2 separate regions of the Dromaius novaehollandiae genome follow, and region 1 is linked to region 2. A link is a contact called in public Hi-C data. All regions are on one chromosome and are shown on one strand. The core of a region is the stretch at or near the end of the contact, and the rest is flanking DNA. Distances in the headings are between cores, read along the strand shown.

Evidence for each region. A called contact is a pair of places that touch in the nucleus more often than the background predicts.
Region 1: a contact with region 2 is called in a Hi-C map of brain, with 6 times the contacts expected there. The contact joins the promoter of AASDHPPT here to the enhancer-like site in region 2. A contact is called at or near these places in 2 of 4 Hi-C or Micro-C datasets (brain and ovary).

What each region holds. Positions count from the first base shown.
Region 1 is chr1:202,294,672-202,298,160 of bDroNov1.hap1, reverse strand. AASDHPPT (aminoadipate-semialdehyde dehydrogenase-phosphopantetheinyl transferase) reads left to right here and starts at 1,308. Exons shown (of 6, transcript XM_026100221.2): 1 at 1,308-1,594; 2 at 2,748-2,973. The coding sequence starts at 1,451. KBTBD3 (kelch repeat and BTB domain containing 3) reads right to left here and starts at 1,141. Exons shown (of 3, transcript XM_026100217.2): 1 at 989-1,141.
Region 2 is chr1:201,651,170-201,654,208 of bDroNov1.hap1, reverse strand. The region is part of intron 7 of ALKBH8 (alkB homolog 8, tRNA methyltransferase); the gene reads right to left. Among named protein-coding and RNA genes, the nearest start is that of ALKBH8, 18 kb to the right of the region's middle. Within about 2 kb of position 1,413, at least 2 of the 2 cell types and tissues checked have open chromatin away from gene starts, as enhancers often do.

The DNA.
Region 1 (3,489 bases), core at 59-2,558, 640 kb before region 2:
TGTATGTGATCAATATAGAAAAGTTAAACAGCATATATTTCTAAGGCAACAAATAGGAACATAGCTCATAAGTTTCCAAATAGATGCTAAACGTTTAGCCATGGCCTAAGTTCCAATTCAAAGGGAAAATAATATCATTACCTATGTTTTTCAGATGGCCTATAATTGAGGGAGCAAGGGAATCCAGTACCAACAATAAACACTAAAAATCTTATTACAACAGACAGCAAAGGATAGAAAGACGCTGTTACTTGGACATAATCTTTAGATGTCAGAATCAAACTAGAGTAATATAACACTTTGTATGAATACCGCAACGGAGGGGGGACACGGGGCCACCCCCCACGAGACGGGCCCAGGCGGCCACCACGAGTCCTCAGGAACCTTCAGGAACACGGACGCGCTAAGGGCAAGGATGGGGCCGCAGACGCTGGCGGATCACCTGCCGCTAATAAATAACGGCACCACGAAAAACCCCAGGGGCAACGAGTGCCTCCGGTACAAACTCGCCCCTTTCTCAAACACAGCAGGAAGCAGACGTACGTAAAAAATTACGCCCGTTCTGCCAGGGCCGCGCTTACCATCCAGCCACCGCACTGCCTGCGCACTGCGGCCGCGCGTCCCCACCCGCCCCGGCTGCCGAGCAGCGCAGGCCCCGCACGCCGCGGCTGTGGCGACCACCAAACACCGCGGCAGCCGCCATCTTCCCACCCTTCCGCGCGCCCCGCCGGGCAAGCAGCACCGGGCACGGGCGTCAACGCCCACTATTGCGCATGCCCAAGCGCCCGCGCATGCGCCCCACGCACCCTGCGTTCATTCTAAGGGGAGACTAAGTCTGATGCGGACATCGCGGAGCGCTTCCCCTCCCCTCTCAGCCCAGCCTCCGGTCCAGCCACGGGATGTGGCGGTCTCCAGCACTGCTGCCCCTCTGCAACTGGCGAAGCGCTAGTCTCCCCGTTAACGCTCTCTCCGGACAGCGCGCACCCACCTGCACCCAACACCAACAGCTCGCCGAACCGTCTGTCCCACCCTCTGCAGAGGCACCGCCAGCGGATTGGCTTCTTCCGGTGTCAGTCTCTCGATCCTTGTGCTTCGGATGGCCCCCCGCGCTGTCAATCCGGATGAAGTCCCGCCCATCCTCCGGAGCGGGTTCCTCTCCGCCCGCCCCTCTTCGCGCCCGCTGTCCGTAGCTCAGCCGCAGACACCGCCTTTCCTCTGATAGGTCGGCACCTGGCGCATTCGTCTGTCACTCACGCCGCTCTCTGATATCGGATTGGTCCCCGCCGTTCGAGAGGCGGCTCACACCAAGCCGGAGGGGTGCGAGCGAGCGGGTCACGGCCGCGCCGGGAGAGGGCGGCGATGAGCGCGCGCCAGTAGCTCAGCGGTGCCAACATGCCGCTGCCGTCGGAAGGCGCCTGGGCAGCGCCCGACGCTGCCTGAGGAGCGGCCCATGGGGAGCGTGCGCTGGGCCTTCCCCTGCGCCGCCTGGCGCCCCCGCCGCGAGGAGTGGCTGCTGGCGGCGCGCCTGGTGCAGCCCGAGGAGAAGGACCGCATCGGCCAGTTTGTCTTTGCCCGCGATGCCAAAGCCGCCTTGGTACCTGCCGGCGGGGGGGCCGCGCGGGCCGCTGGCGGAGCCTCCCCTCCCCTCCCGTCGGGGGCGGGAGCGCTCACCGCAGGCGGGAAGCGAGGCGTGGAGGACCGGGTTGGCTAGAGCGGCGCTCGCCCTTCCCGCCCGGTGTGGGCGTGCCCGAAGCGGTGCTGGGGGCCTGGCACCCCCCCGCCCCTCTGCGCCGAGGTGGCTCCGTTAACGAGCCTCCCGAGGCCCCTATGGAAGCTGCCCCTCGTCACGCTGTGAGGCGTTGCCCCGGCTGGGTAGCGGCGTCCGGGGCGCGCTCGTCCAGCCACTGATTCAGACTGTCCAAATTGCTGACCCCCCCCCCCCCCCAAAAAAAAAAAAAAAAAAAAAAGGCCTTGCGGGAGCGTTTCAGGGCAGTAAATGCACTACACTGACAGCGTTACTTGTTCTAGTTTCCACTAACTTGGGGGAAGAGAGATGTTTGTGATCTGCTGTTGGTGGTTGTCCTGAAAGACTTGTCAGTTTTGTGGTGTGAAATTACGACACGGAAGCAACGTACTCTAGATTATCCCAGAGTAACGTAAGGTGTAAGAGAGCAATGCTGATTCATCCAGCACATTTTGCATAATTAATGCAGGTTTTAAGTCTTACATAACAATGTGGTAGTAATACTGGTTTCTGCTAATAAGTTTGTTAACTGTTGTTCATCATTTTTAGCTATTCTTCAGTATTTTGTCTAGCATCAAAGTAACTGAGTTACTGAAAAGCTCTTAGGGGAGTTTTACTGTTCAGTATAGTGTAAAAAATATTTGATGTTGGACTACTGTGCCATAAAGTATCCTAGGTGAATGAATAAGATGGGGAAGGGAACTACTTTTTATGGCTCTTGTAGGCTGAGACTTTTTTTTTCATTGGGTCTTGTGCTGAATCTGTTGCTAGTAGTGATTACAAATGTAATCAGGTCCGGTAAACTGTTTTGGGTTTTAGTTAGTTTTACTTGATGATAACTTTTATAAAAGAGAGAAATCTAAAGCATTTACTTAAATATAGTCCTACTTTGTCTTGGCAATAATAACAGCTAACAATTTTTAGGCAGGTGGTTTTCTAGCAACTACAAATATTTCTTTGTCCGTAGCATAATGGTTCTTTATGAATCCCTTTTATTCCATAGGCTGGTCGTCTGCTGATAAGGAAACTAATTGCAGAAAAGTTGCATATACCATGGAATGAAATACGCTTGCAGAGGACATCAAAAGGAAAACCTTTCCTGGCAAATAACATATCCAGTACCTATTCAAACTACAACTTCAATGTCTCTCATCAAGGGGATTATGCAGTTCTTGCAGCTGAGCCAGAACTTCAAGTTGGCATTGATATTATGAAGACTAGTGTACCAGGTAATACTATTACCAAAGCAAATTATGTAGTGTTTAAGTGCAGAACACTTTAAAATTTCCCAAAGAGCCAATCTGTGTCCTGGTAATTTAGTGCTACTGGAATAGATCATACGAATACATTGTATATTTGCTTTTATTGCCATACAGACTTTTCAATGTATATTTGCGGTTTTCTGTGATGTCAAATATGGATATATTTGCAATTTAGAAAATCAGAACCATGGAAAAGTAAGGTCATGAATCTTTCTATGAAACTGGCAAGGCTGGCATCTGCAGATATTTTAACTACGTGTTTGCTTACCTGTTAAGACAGGTAAAAGCAGGGACAGCTTTACATCTAGGGACAGTGGAATTCATCCCTATGGGAACTTTATAGCCTCTGACTTTGAATCTTTTTTCTTCATCCCGTCAATGTGGGCAGTGTGTGTCAGCACCAGGCCCAGCACTGTAGCAAACTGGAATCAGAGGTACGCTATGCTTGTGCAATAGTCTTCAGTGAGAGGAGATCCCCAACAG
Region 2 (3,039 bases), core at 164-2,663:
CATGGAAAGAGGAAAAAGGTTGTTCAAAGTCTTATAGTCACTGCCAGAATAATTCCTCAAATAGCTAAGATGCTTTATGACTTCCCTTAAAAGAATAATAAAGAGATGTAAATGTAAAAGCAGCAAATTAAACTGAATCAGCAACCTACCAAGATAAGCAAAATATGATTGGGACCACACACTTAACACAACAATACCCAGTACCTGTCTACCTTGTTAAAACTCATTCAAAAACACAAAACAGTTGCTAAATAACTGTCAATGGCTGGATGCAATCTAGACTTTCTAAAGGCTTCTGACAAAATCTTTCTCAAGCAACCATTACAGAAACAGCTACTGCTACAGCAGCTACAGATTTCTATTTCTTAACAAAAACAGATTAGAAATAGATTAACAGATAAGAAACAAAACTGCAGGAATAAATTATCAGTCTGAAAGACGGTAATAGCAGGGTACCTCATTCTATCATTTCTAGGACTGGCATTGGCCATGCATATTTCAAAAGGTCTGGTGGGGTATATCTTTGTAATATTGTCCTGCTTCCAAGGTTTAAAAGAGCCACTGCTTTTCTTTTTAGGCCAAGGCCCGCAATATCTGCAGGATAGGACATCCTGAATATGCATTCAGATGAACAGAAGACAGGCAGAGGTCAGGGATTACCCCACGTTCTCAGCCTCCCTGTTTAACCTTGAGCCATGAACCTGGTTCAAACCCCTGAAGCTTCTCTTTCAGAGAAATTAGGTCAAGGATCTAACCAAGGCACCGCAGCAGCAGTTCTCAGTGTTTATATTAGCTTTCTGCCAGGACAAGGCACAGGGATAAGAAGCAGAGTAAGGCACTCGAGGTGGAACAGTAGAGGCCAAGGAGAGGAGAATGACAAGCCCGAAATATTTACATCAGGTCTGGATATTAGGAAAACAGGACAGAACATCATAAATACAGCAAGGTGCCAACTCAACACAATACAAACTCCTTGGGAAAACAATGATTACGGTTCACCCTCTGGCAGGATAGCAGTTGGTGTCCAATGGTACTCTTCAACAGGATAAGGCAGGGCTGAAAGGAGGAAAGACTGCAGTGTATCACTAACTATTGGGGGTAAGAAATCTGCAGCCAGGAAAGGAATATCCTTTTCTGGGTTGCATACTTTCACACAACTCAGAACATCGTAGAAACATTACCTCTGTATTTCTAAAATTTTAACGAATCAAGGCTTATGTAACAGCAGGTTAAATGGCAAATTAGGAAAATCGGAGGAACAGAAATCTCAGTATTGATCAAACTCTTGCAGCAAATCCACAAAAGGAAGCTTGACACAGGCTTCACCTAGGATTTTTCTGAGACAGCTCCAAACTTTGTCAGGCTCCTCAGATGAAATACTGTAGAACTGTGTATCTCTAGAGACACCAAATGGAGGCACTGAAAATAACACCATCAATACAGAAAACACTTAACAGAAAGAACTGCTCCTTGTTTTGCAGCACACTGTTCAAATTCATGGGAACAGGGACATATGGTTTGCCATGAAACTTAATAAATCATTTAGAACTGATTTTAATCCACTGCCTTTCTTTTCCTACTATCACAACTTCTGAGTTACATTTATATTCAATATTACAGCATTGAAACTGACAGTCTCATCAAGATTTTTAGCATACCAGCTCATATAAATAAGGATGAATGTGGTGGTTTATACAATGCCATTAGAAGTTCAGTGGGACATTAAGGAAGTCTCGCTTTATTCTACAGTTACTGAGCAGGTGCCAAAGAAACGGGTCAAAATCTGACAAGCAAGCAGCCTGTTCTGACAGCCTCACCTTTCCTGGAGTATCACAGCACGAGACACATCACATATCTCATTGCTTTGCCCACAAACTGTTTCATGGCTTTTATAAGCTAGGCAGAGGTCCAAAGTAATGGAGAGACTTTCTCCTACATCAAGTTTAATCAGTCCTGTAACCTCCCTAAAACACTACATATTGCGCCAACTGGAACAAAATTGACCATCTGGTTCACTGTGGCTCTTGACGGACAAACTTGTTTCATGTGACTGAGCTGGGGAATAGAATCTCAGACCTATGTTTCTGCCTCATTTCCCACGACCATAAGAACTTGGATCACTGTAGGTTACCTAATGCAAAACAAATGCAGTGTCGTGAGAAATCATGCCCTTATTTTCTTCTCAGGATTGCTTGTTCATATTTAAGCTGTAAATTCTACATGCCAACAGCGATTTCCTCTTCAACGTAAAACAAATATGCAAAAACAAATTAGATTTGCAGTGATCCCTCTGACATACTAGTACAAAGTGCTTTTTTACTGGATAAACTCATTCAGCACCGAGAAAAGGACTGATTCTTGATTGTGTGTTTTAGACTGCAAGATATCACTGAAGCTGTAATAGGTTTGAGAACCTATGTTGATGGCTAAGGCACTAGGCTAGTATGTGAAACACTTGTGTTTAGTCTCAGTGCCATGGACTTCCTGTTCATAAGCCAAGACATTTATTTTATTTACTAGTACCTGCCTAACTCAGAGATCCTGTAAGGACAAATATACCAAAAATGGAAATGTTTAGATTCTCCAGTGATAGGGCATAAACAATAATCTATGATTGCAAGACTTAAAATTAGTCATGATACAATACATACAGCTACACAACAGCTGAAGGAAAGATAGAAAGATTTTTCCATGACTTAGTATAACAATATATGTGGCATTATGCTATCTTTTCTTCCTCTGAAGTATCAGTCAACCTCAGAAACAGGACACAGAATCAGTTGGGATACCAGTTTATTTCTTTATGGTACTTCTATCAAATGTGAGCATCTGTTGAGGAGAATAAAGAGACAAGACATATGATTCTGTTTATATATTTTTTCCATAACGTTCTACCCTAATTTATTCAGGTGAAGAAAAAGATATTAAGTCACATTAAAGGGAAAAAGGATAGAGAGAACAAGAGACAGATTACCACTGTACGTGGCACTGCGTTTGCCACCGTATATGCAACTGTGACAATATATTATCAGCGTGTAA